Linked DNA regions of Sus scrofa: region 2 is linked to region 1. A link is a contact called in public Hi-C data. All regions are on one chromosome and are shown on one strand. Each heading gives the region's core, a stretch centred on a gene start, on an enhancer-like site or on the middle of the called end of the contact. The rest is flanking DNA. Distances are from core to core; before and after follow the strand shown. Region 1 overlaps CD28 (CD28 molecule). Region 2 has its middle 66 kb from the start of CTLA4.

What was found. Hi-C and Micro-C count contacts between places; a contact is called where the count stands out from the background.
Region 2: a contact with region 1 is called in a Hi-C map of liver, with 2.5 times the contacts expected there. The contact joins two enhancer-like sites. A contact is called at or near these places in 2 of 47 Hi-C or Micro-C datasets (liver and mesenchymal stem cells).

Annotation. Positions count from the first base shown.
Region 1 is chr15:107,137,317-107,142,708 of Sscrofa11.1, reverse strand. The region is part of intron 1 of CD28 (CD28 molecule); the gene reads right to left. Among named protein-coding and RNA genes, the nearest start is that of CD28, 12 kb to the right of the region's middle. Within about 2 kb of position 2,533, at least 8 of the 83 cell types and tissues checked have an H3K27ac peak or open chromatin away from gene starts, as enhancers often do. A contact at or near this core is called in liver, where this site is marked.
Region 2 is chr15:107,213,869-107,219,308 of Sscrofa11.1, reverse strand. No RefSeq gene overlaps it. Among named protein-coding and RNA genes, the nearest start is that of CTLA4, 66 kb to the left of the region's middle. Within about 2 kb of position 3,573, at least 10 of the 83 cell types and tissues checked have an H3K27ac peak or open chromatin away from gene starts, as enhancers often do. A contact at or near this core is called in liver, where this site is marked.

The DNA of each region.
Region 1 (5,392 bases), core at 1,284-3,783:
CACAATAGTCCTGCTTCCTTTCTTTTTTCTTAAAATGGAGCATATGTGAAAATGCACATCTCTTACTCTAATGGAAGAAATAACATGGATAACACAAAGCAAATAATAACCAGAATATCAAATGACATTTGGCTTTGGTATGTGTTGTGGTTCTCTGAGTTTCAGGGAATCCACGGTACTTCACATAATTTAAGGACATATTATAAAATTTAAGGACTTAATTAGACTCAGAAGAAGAAACTAGAGAAATATTTAGCTTCCCCATACTAACATCTGTTTGATCCCTTTTTGCTTTCTGCTTAGTGCCAGGAGTGGAAAACGTCCTCCTCAGGTTAATTTTTTCTTACCAGACCTTCCCTTTTCCCTGTAAATATTCAGTTTTCTGACTTGTGAGTAGTTAGGCAAAGTCTACCCAGGTGCATTGTCAGTCTCCCAGTTGTATTCACTTCTGGTTATCAAAAGAATGGCTTGACTGACATTTCTCTAATTGAATTAAGTTGTTTTGATGATGAATTGAGTGCTTTGCTTTTTAAACCCTTTCCTAGCAGCTAAACCAGCTAAAGGTGTGGAGACAGGAAGCAGTAACCTCAAACCTCTTTCCCTCACAACTCCTCCTTGACAACAGGCAACATGAAGAGTGAGATTGGAGGGGAGACGGTACTTATCTGCTGCTGATGAGCAGGGCAGTGAGAGCTGAAAGATTTCCCACAGATAATCTGTGAATTTTGTGACATCGTTGACTTCTGGAAAATTGAAAGTTGCTTATGCTTCCATGAGAAAGGAGGAAAGGAAGCTTAGTTACCAAAAACAAAACAAAGCTTTCCCATTTCACTTGTTGTAAATAGGTCAATTACTATAATAATAAGCAAGTCAACTCTCTGTACAGGTGGAGTGGATAACCATCTCTAAGGTGTGGCTCCAAACACCAGAGAAGAAACCCTGACCCTAAAAGGACACTCCCCACCAGCTCATTTAATGCTTTGATTTCAAAATAAGGTGAAGCCTAAAATGCAGTGTGGGGAATACAGCGACAAATTAGTAGCTATGATCTGCATTCACAGGGTTGCAAAGTGCTTTCTCCTATTTTATCTCATTTGAACTCCCCATTAACCTGGGAAGTAAATAAGCAGGATGACCATTTTATGCCCATTTTACAGATGAGGTCAAAGAGGTCCAATAACTTCTCCAAGGTTACAGTACAAGTTCATGACCCTTAGGACTTGGTTCATGCCTCATGTCTTCCAATATATTGTTCTTTTCCCTATGCCAGTTTGCATCAAAATTTCAATGCAATTTCAGTGATTATTTCTAGACCCTCTCAAAGCTTGGACTTGATAGTTGGATAATATTAAGTGAGAGATAGAATACCAGTGAGTAGGGGAGTAAATGGAGTGAGAAGTGGACAGGGCCAAGATACATTTCATTTTCTACCCCATGTTGCTGGAATACCAGCCTGCAAAAAGCACTCAGCTAGAAGGAAAATTGGGGATAATTTCAGCTAATTCCTTATTTTACAGAAGAAGCAACTGAAAACCAAAGTAAATGGCTTGCTAAACAAGGTTGCACAAAGAAGGGAAGAGCTAAGACCTCATGTATTTATCTGTGATTCTTAGGGTAATGTTTCAAATCATGAATGAATGAATAGAAAACAAAGTTTGTACATTCAGCAAATGGACTTGATTTCATGGTCCTATTTAGAAAAAGTCTGGGACCAAACTTAACTCTGTCTCTACACAAAAGATTTTGTTTACAACTTCAGAGACTTCCTGAAGGTCATAGATGGATCGCAGATAAGGCCTACAGACAATGTGGTCCTATGAAATGCCTCTCTTGTAAATTATTTCAGATTTGAAAGTAGTAATTATACCACTGCAACTATTCCATCTCAGGTTGCCCACATGTCCCCAAGGGTTTGAACATAAACACTAGTCCATACATAAAGTCACTTTCAGTCTAAACCTCACGGGCAAATCCTTAACCTCAGGGCTTTTGTGAATTACGTTTATTTTTCATGTTTCATTTACAATCTTCCATCTTTCCTTTTCTTTATCACAGTACCATAGAGCACTCACATGGCACATAGAGACAGGTGAACCCGAGAGCAGCACTCGAGGCTGAAGTCTGCAATTTAAGGAAGCACCCAAAAAGATAGAATACATGTTTCTTTAGCAATGTGATTTTTGCTTCAGAACCTCTTAAGAACTTTATTGGGTTCCATCTCTGCACATCACAATCAGAGTTTACTCTGCAGTTTAACCATCAGGTTGTAAAGATCCTAATCACGTTGTTTCCTTTTTTAAATTCTGACTGAACAGAATTTAACATGTCAGGCAGGAACCAAAGAAAATGAAAGCTTTCTATTTTCAACCATCTTGCCCCGTGATGTTTGTGAACATATTGTGAAGGTGACGCTGATTTCCCTGGCACAGAACACCCCCCTCCCGACCACAACACTGGTGAAGTTACCGTAACTTTCCTCTGAGCACATTTCCTGCCCAGGTCCAGGATACCCTTCCACACGTGGCCATCTGACCACTTACCCCTTTCTCAGCCTCCACAGGTGGCAGGCTCCCTGTGGGCCAACCCAGCATTCGCTCAGGGACTTGTAAGGCAAGCTGTGCTTTCTGGGAGGACAGGGACGCTCAACCACTGTGGCTCTGGTGACTCTAGCTGGCAGTTTGGCCTCATTCAGATGTGAGAAAGAGGAACACAAAACACTCATCTGACTATAGCATCTTTCACCATCCTCTTTGTTGCAAAGACAAAACCAAACCTACCAAATTGTGAATGGCTCCAGACTCTCTGAAATCCATGTTAAAGGGAGGGAAAGAAAAGGTAATGCAGACTATATTTTCAAAATAACTTGGTAGTCATTCTGTCTCATTTTCTGCTGACTGTCATCTTGAAACTCTCCTCATTTTCACAAGGAATAGAACTCTTAAGAAAAAGCCTCTACAAAAAAAAAAATAAGGCTTTTTCAAAGCCTTATTATATGGTCCATATACATAGACACGGTCTCATTCAAGATCTTGGCAGAAAACAGATGGCACACTCCAAACCAGGCAATAGGAGGAGGGTTTATTTAAAAAAAAAAAAAAAAAAAAGACTGACTGTCAGCAAAGGTTGGGAACCACAAGGGGTGGTACTAGAACCTGTAGCTCAGAGCAGCAGAATTATATCCACTCTCAGATCTAAAGGGACAGGGGGAGAGCAGGGTTCCCAGAAGCAGACGGAAAGGAGTGTTGTGCAGAAGGGGCCACCGTGACAGAAGCAATGACCTCTGCAGGGAAAAACAGCCAAGGAACCAGCCCTGCCCAAGGTTGTGTCTGCACAACTCCCAACTTACATCAAGCCCATTAACTCCTATCAAAAGCAAGTGTGATTTTTAAACAGAATCTGAAGAGACTATAGTTCAAACAATTACCAGTGATTATAGACAATAATAGAGAAAGAAGCTGCTCTTGGCCAGCACCACTCTAAGGGCCACCTTCAAGCTTGAACTGCATTTCTTCACAGGCAGACCCAGTAGTGCAGAGAACAACTATCCCTGGCCTTTGAAAAAATTGTGCTTCAGGCAACTGTCAGAAAGTAACGCAGAGGTCAGATCACAGCAAAAAGTCCCATCCAAGCACCTAGACCTAAGGCACTAATTCTTGAGAGAGAAAAATCATCAATATGATCAAGGAATACTTTCTGAAAAGAAATTTTGATGTATCAGAAAATTGCTCTTTGACTTTGTTAAGGCAGAAGACTAATCGTTCATTCAGCGAATAAATAATGGGACCTGAAGTACTAGGTTTTTGGGAGATGGGAAGACGGAAAAGATACGGCCAGCCTCTTCCTTCTAGGAGAAACCCTAAGGCAGATTCTCAATTAGCTACTCCAAAGCCATGCATGGTGATTGAGGCTTCTAGAGGGTAATGGACAGTCACACGGAAGAGCCCTTGTTTCCAGGCAAGAGGATTCTGGAGCCTTTGTGCAGACTGGCCTTTAACTGGGCCATGAACTTTGGGGCAAATTTAGACTAACGTAAAGGAAATGACTTAAGAGTTTTAAGAGTTTATAGGGACAAACAGCATTTACATGGGGCGGGGGGAGGGGGAGGGAGTAAGTGAAGATGGCTGATGCCAATCAGGGAGAACCTTTAATGCCAAGAGAAGGTACCTGGATTTTACTAGAAAGGCAATGGGGCTGAGGCAGAGACCAGTCAGGAGGCTGAACAATAGCATCAGTGTGAGGTGCTAGGGCCTGAGCTGTGGAGGGAGCAGCTGAGATAGAAAGGATGGGGCAAGGTGTTGGTGCTAGGTTACACTTGGTGATGGTAAATAGGAACCCAAAATGACTGGCATGGAGTTCATGGACTGACTGAGGGATCATTGACAAAATTAGCCAAGCAAAAAAAGGCAATTTGTTTGAAAAAAGCTATTGGGTTTTAGATACACTGGGTTTGAGGGGCAGGTCAGCCATCCTGGAGGAAAGGTCCAGGAGTTTGATGAGTCAGACTGGATCTCCAGAAAGTCAGATAGACATGTATCTTGGAAAGGAAAGTCATCTGTATTAGGGTGACAATCATTAAATCTGCCAAAAGCCTTGCCTGCACTAGAACCCATCCCTGCCACTCAGACATACTACCCAGCACTCAGGCCCTGCCATCCAAAGGTCTGCATTGTCCCTCCAGCTCCTAATGCGGGATGGATCATCAAAGAGGACAATGTGATTGAGCACCTTAATTTATATGAGAGAGCTACCAATACCCAAAGCCACCAAATCCTGCCAAAAATCAAATGTTAGTACCCTAAAAGATTCCCATAGTTCAGACAGTAGGTGACCAGGGCTTTCTAACTTTCTGCATAAACATTCTGACATAATTCTGTTAATAAATAGAAAGAAATCCCACACGTATCAGGGGCCTCCTGTATTAACATACTACAGTCTAAATATATATTTGAATCTAGTAACAAAACTTGGGAATCCTATTCCTCCTGAGCCACCATCATTCTGAGCCCTCATTCAAAGCAACTCTGTAAAGAAGATGACAGTGTATTGTTTCTATTTGTTTCATCCTCCCTAAAGCTTACACCTCTAAGAAGTCAGCTTAAGTCCACCTTGGCACATTCAGAGTCTTCTAGGCAACTGCCATGGCCTGGAACTTTGAAAATGATTCCTGCGTTGAACCTGAACATCAGTTAGGAAGATGGAGGAGAGCAAAGGCAATAGTGTCTCCCCAAGTCCTGCTGTCATTTCAAAGCACATTAGCTTCTAAGATTCTTGTTTTCAATCTCTCCAAGCAATTTCCAAGATGGCTAGTTGCAGTTCTTGTATTTTCTCTATCGGATCATAAGCACATCCACAAAGGGGTGGTGTGGTTGAGTTGCCTTGCTCGAGCTGATAA
Region 2 (5,440 bases), core at 2,324-4,823, 76 kb before region 1:
GTGTGTTTTTTTTCCTAACTTTTGTACCCCTCACTCAGCCTTGTAGCTCTGAAATCTGGTTGCCAAATCTATTCACTGGAATGTCTTTTAAGAAATAAGGAGGCAGCAGGCAAAACATTCCCAGGATTGAGCCTCCCAAGGACCAGCCAGTGGTAGCAACTGAAAGTGGTCATCCTTAGGGATGGGATGTCTTCCCAGCTAACCTCTCCCTTAGTTCAGGCTCTCAACACTTCTAACTTGTCTCCATTTCTGGACCCCCTTTCCAACTTCTTTCCATATTCTAACCTAAGCGATCGTTCTCGCCTGTAATTCTATCACTTGAAATCCTCCTACAGTTCCCCAGTGTCAATAAGATGATGTCCAAGTTTCTTAAGTGATCAAGATCCTGCCTCCCACTTTGACCTCATGTCTCAGGGTCCACACCCCTCCCCATCCCTGCCAGTTCTCTCCCTCTCTCCCTCTCTACCTCCCTCTCTCCCCACCTCTCTTTCCTTCACCCAGCCACAACAAACTCCCTATTCTTCCCAGTTCTCTCATGCACCATGTTTTCCCATGCTACCATGCCTTTGTCCGTGAGGCTTTCTCCTCCTAGTGCCCCCTTTCTCATGCCCCTATTCCAGCCCAGTGGTTTCAAATTATAGTAATATAGTTTCAAGGCTAATCTTTTATCCTCGAAGAGTATACCCTGTCTCATACCTTCCATTATCTCTGATCTTTGTAGCCAAGTTTATTTTTAACTTTGAATTGGAACTACAGTTGTGGTTTCATGATGTCAGATGCCAGCAGGAAACTGAATGCTTAAATCAGTGATCCACATGTTCAAAAATATGTGAATGCTTAGCCCTGTGTAGCTCTGGTCCAAGAGGAAATGAATAATTACCGGTCTTTGGGTTACCACTCTCTGTCATATTTTAAACACATCATCTCTTTCGCTGGCTCTCTCATGGTGGCCACAGTGGCATTACTCACATTCTGGTGCTCTGCACAAGATGCTTAGTATGTGCAATGGCAGCACAGATTCTTATTGCCCAAGCCAGGGGCAGATGTGGGGTGGCTTTAATGCTCCCTGATATGTGGTCCACTGCCTCCCTGGACACCTCTGAGCAGTGAGCGCAGGGCTGTTCTAACCCAAATATATAAAGACTGTGACAAAGAGGAAAGATCACAAAACTGCAAGTGAAAAGGCCTGAATTTAGACTCTCACTCTATACCTCTGCCTTTCTTGTGTGTTCCTAAACAAATCATTTTCTCTTTTCTCTGTCTCATGTGTCTCATCTGTAAAACTAGTGAGTTGGACAAGATCAGCGTTTATCCATCTGAGATCCACAGACCTCCTGCTTCAGAAGAGCAGGGGTGCTTTTTGGCAGTGCAGATACTTGGTCCCTCCCTATTCTACTGAATCACACTCTAGCGGAGGTGGGGAGAGATGGAGGGAGTTTAGAAAGTAGGAAAGATCCAAACTCAACATTTTCATAGCTTCTCAAGTAACTCTTCTGCTTATTAATTAAAGTGTGGAATTCACTGAAATAGATGACCTGGTTCCCTACCGTGCTCTCATCAGGCTACTCTCTGCCACAAGATATTTTATAAAGAAAAAAAAGTTTTATTATGGATTTTTTTAGATTATTAAAGTTCAAGTTTGTATTCAGAATGTAAAATTCAGACTTGTAATTAAAAATTAATTCTAGGGATCAAGGTGCTCTCAACTGTCAATTACTCCACTTCCATTTATTGTTTTCCCCCTTGTATTTGCTTGAGTGGGAGGACAAAGCACAAATTCACTCCTAAACCTCTAGGAAGAACACATAACCTGCAGCTCATCATCTTGTCTCAGACTCCTATAGCAGATTTCTTTGATGTTGCATATCACTTCCCCTCAACTCACCCCTGATTTCAGCATGCTGGTGGTGGGCAGTTTCATGTGAACACGAATTCATCTTCAACTGGCAGTAACCCACTTCAAGCACCTACCAAAGAGTTTTCTTGATTTTTTTTAGTAAGAGCTTCACTGAAACAAAATTCACATTTCACAAAATCCACTTTCTTAAAAAATATCAATTCAGTGAATTTCAATATATTCACAATGCTGTGTATCATATACCACTAATTCTAGAACATTTTCATCAGCCGCAAAATAAATTCCATCCTCTCTAGGTCACTCTCCATTCTTGATTCTCCCCACCTCTGTCAACCACTAACTGACTCTCTAGGTCTATGGATTTGTCTATTCTGGCCTTTTCATAGTAATCATACAACAGGTGGTCTGGGTAACTGGCTTCTCTCAGTCAGCAAAATGTTTCCAAGATTCATTCATGTTGTAACATGTTTCAGAACTTCAATCCTTTTTGTGGCCAAATAATATTGTTTTTATATAGCGATGCTACATTATTTTTCGCCATCCATCCATCCATACATTTCTTTCCACCTTTTGACTGTTATGATTAGTGCTGTTATGAACATCCCTGGTGCAAGAGGTACATGATGGTACAAGCTTTTCTCTTGCTGCTTTCAATACTCTCTTCTGTCTTTGTTTTTCAAAAGTTTGACTACGACGTATGTATCTAAACTCAAAACTCCATCTTTTTGAGTTTATCCTGTCTGGAGACTTTTAAGCTTCTTAAATGTGTAGATAAATGTTTTTCATCAAATTTGGAAAGTTTTTTAAATTATTTCATGGAATATTCTTTCTATCCCTATATCTTTCTCCTCCCATTCTGGGATCTCCGTTATGTACATGTTGATCTGCTTGATAGAATCCTATGGGTCTCTGGGGACACTTGTGTTCTTTTCTCTTTTCCTTTCTGTTGTACAAATAAGATAATCTCAATTAGCTTGCTTTCAAGTTCACTAATTCTTTCTTCTTCCAATTCAGAACTGCTCTTGATCCCCTCTAGTGATTTTTTGATTTCAATTATTGTACTTTTCAACTCCAGAATTTCTTTTGTTTTTAATTTTTTTAAAAAAGTTAACATATCCAGAATTCCTATTTGGTTCTTTCATTATAATTCCTAACTCTTTATTAATTTTCTGTATTTTGTGAGCCATCATTCTCATACTTTCCTTTAATTCTTTAGACATGGTTTTCTTTATATCTTTGAACATATTTATGGCTGCTAATTCTTTTAACATATTTATGGTTACTAAGTCTTTGTGTAGTAAGTACAACATCTGGGCTTCCTCAGGGCAATTTCTACTGGCTGTTTTTGTTTGTTTGTTTTTCTGTGTGTTGGTTATATTTTTTTGTTTCTTTGCCTGTCTCATATTTTTTTTTTTTTTTTTTTTGCTAAAAGCTGAACATTTTAAATAACATAATGTGCCACCTCTGGAAGTCAGATTCCCCTACTTTCCAGGGTTTGTTGCTGTTGTTTGTTTGATGACTTTCATGAACTTATTCTGCAAAGTCTGTATCCTTTGTCCCATGCAGCCACTGGAGTCTCTGCTCTGTTAGCTTAGTGATCAGTTAATAATTAGACAGAAATTTCCTTAAATGCCTTGAACCAATGAGCCTCCAAGACCTTGCCTACAGGCTGTGTGTTTGTGTTGGGGCACACCTTCAACACTCTAGCAGAACATTACCAGCTATGTTTTTGCTTTCATTTCCTGCTTGTACAGAGCCTTGAGATCAACGCAAGGGGAGAGCTAGGGCCTTCGAGGACTTTCTTGAGTATATGCACAGCCCTGTTCTGTATTCGCTGGAATATATCAGAACCTTTAAAAATCCCCTGAGGACATTTAATTAACCAGTTTTTCCTCTTCAATTTTGTGGTCCTCCTTGGAGTCCCAGAATCTTGCTGTTTTTACTTAAGATTTGGCTATTTTGCTTTAATAAATACTCCTTGGATTATTGTAAGCCTTTAATTAATTTTCAGAGTTCTAAAAAAGCTGATATTGACAGTTCTTATTGCTTGTATGGAAGTGCAGATTTTTTTTTTAAAGTCTTTATTACACCATTCATTCAGTGCCTCCCACTCCTTGTTTGTTTTTGCGTTTATTTTACCCTTTGGCCTCCTCTAAATACCACCCCAACTCTGTGCAAGCATAAACCCAGAATTTCAGGGTAATTAAGCTCAAAGAAAAACCTCAACAATGAAGGGCTGGTGACAGTCCTTCAGATGAACGATTCTGACAGGCATTCTGTATGCTTCTCCCAGGTTCCGGGACAATCTGGCCCATTGCTTAATGTGCCTCAATAATATACTCTTATGCGAGCTCTTCCTCCTTTCCCACCTCACTGTCTCCACTCCTTCACTCCTGCTTCTGAGGATCATCTCCCAAATAAACTACCCATACCCTAGTTCTTACCTTAGGCTCTGCTTCAGAGAGGACCCAAACTAAAGCACTTATCACTTCTGGCAAACAGCACATAATTGTGGCACTCATGAACTATTATGTGCTTTGCTTCACCAAAATTGGCTGTGTTTTATCAAATCTGGATACATTCAATGGAAGTAGCACCTGTGTATCCCAGCATCACAGGAGGGTAGGCATTAAGAATAGCAGTTCTAAAACACAACAATTTCTAGGACAGAAAAAGAGCTGCCAGCACATGGATTGGGCGGGGGGGCAGGGACAGGATATCTCCGTATGTCACAATCCCTTTGCTCCCTAAATTAGATTTTATAACTAGAAAGGCAGCTTCCCTTGCACTAAATTCATCCTGCAATTAACAAGAATGAGGTCTGGGCAAGTTTTCTTGGTTGAGCCCTCAGATAATAACCACAGGGCAATGATGATGATGATCATTATGCTGAGAATAACAGAAATAATAGTTACCATTTTTGACAGCTGGCCATTCCAAGAACTCTCCATACTCGCTTAAAGTTTAGTCAACTCCAGCTAATAAGAGTTACCACCTGATGGGAATATGTGTCTGAGCTGCCTTCCTTTACTGGGTGCCAGAAGGCCATGGTGTTTATTTAAATTGAATTCGGATTTACATAAAGTACACGTGTATCCCCTGACTTTCAAATGTTCTTTTAACTATATAAACCTCATTTGCAGCATCCTTCCATCTGGAGATCCTTGTTGCTATTCCAAGTGGCCATGGGATGCATTAGGCCCTGGCACACATGATTACTGTTACCAGGTACTTACAGAAAAACCAGCACCAGCAGTTTCTATCAAGAAGCCTAAACGACAGACTTTGGAAAGATTTGAAGGGTCCATGTCTTTGCCTCACTTGTAAAAGGTGATTCTCTTACAAGAAAGAAGGCTTTCAGCCACCTCTGGGCAAGGGATCTGGCCTGTCTCAGCAGCAGAATTAATGAAAATATAGGCTATCCCGATTTAGAAATCAAAGGCATCTTTCAATTAAGGATTTGACAAAGGTAACAAATATTAGCTTTAAAATTGTACAGAAATACTGAGTCTACTTTTTGGGATAAAACACACACAGTGTTTTACGCTGTTAATTATAAGTGGTTAATTTTAAGTGGCATTT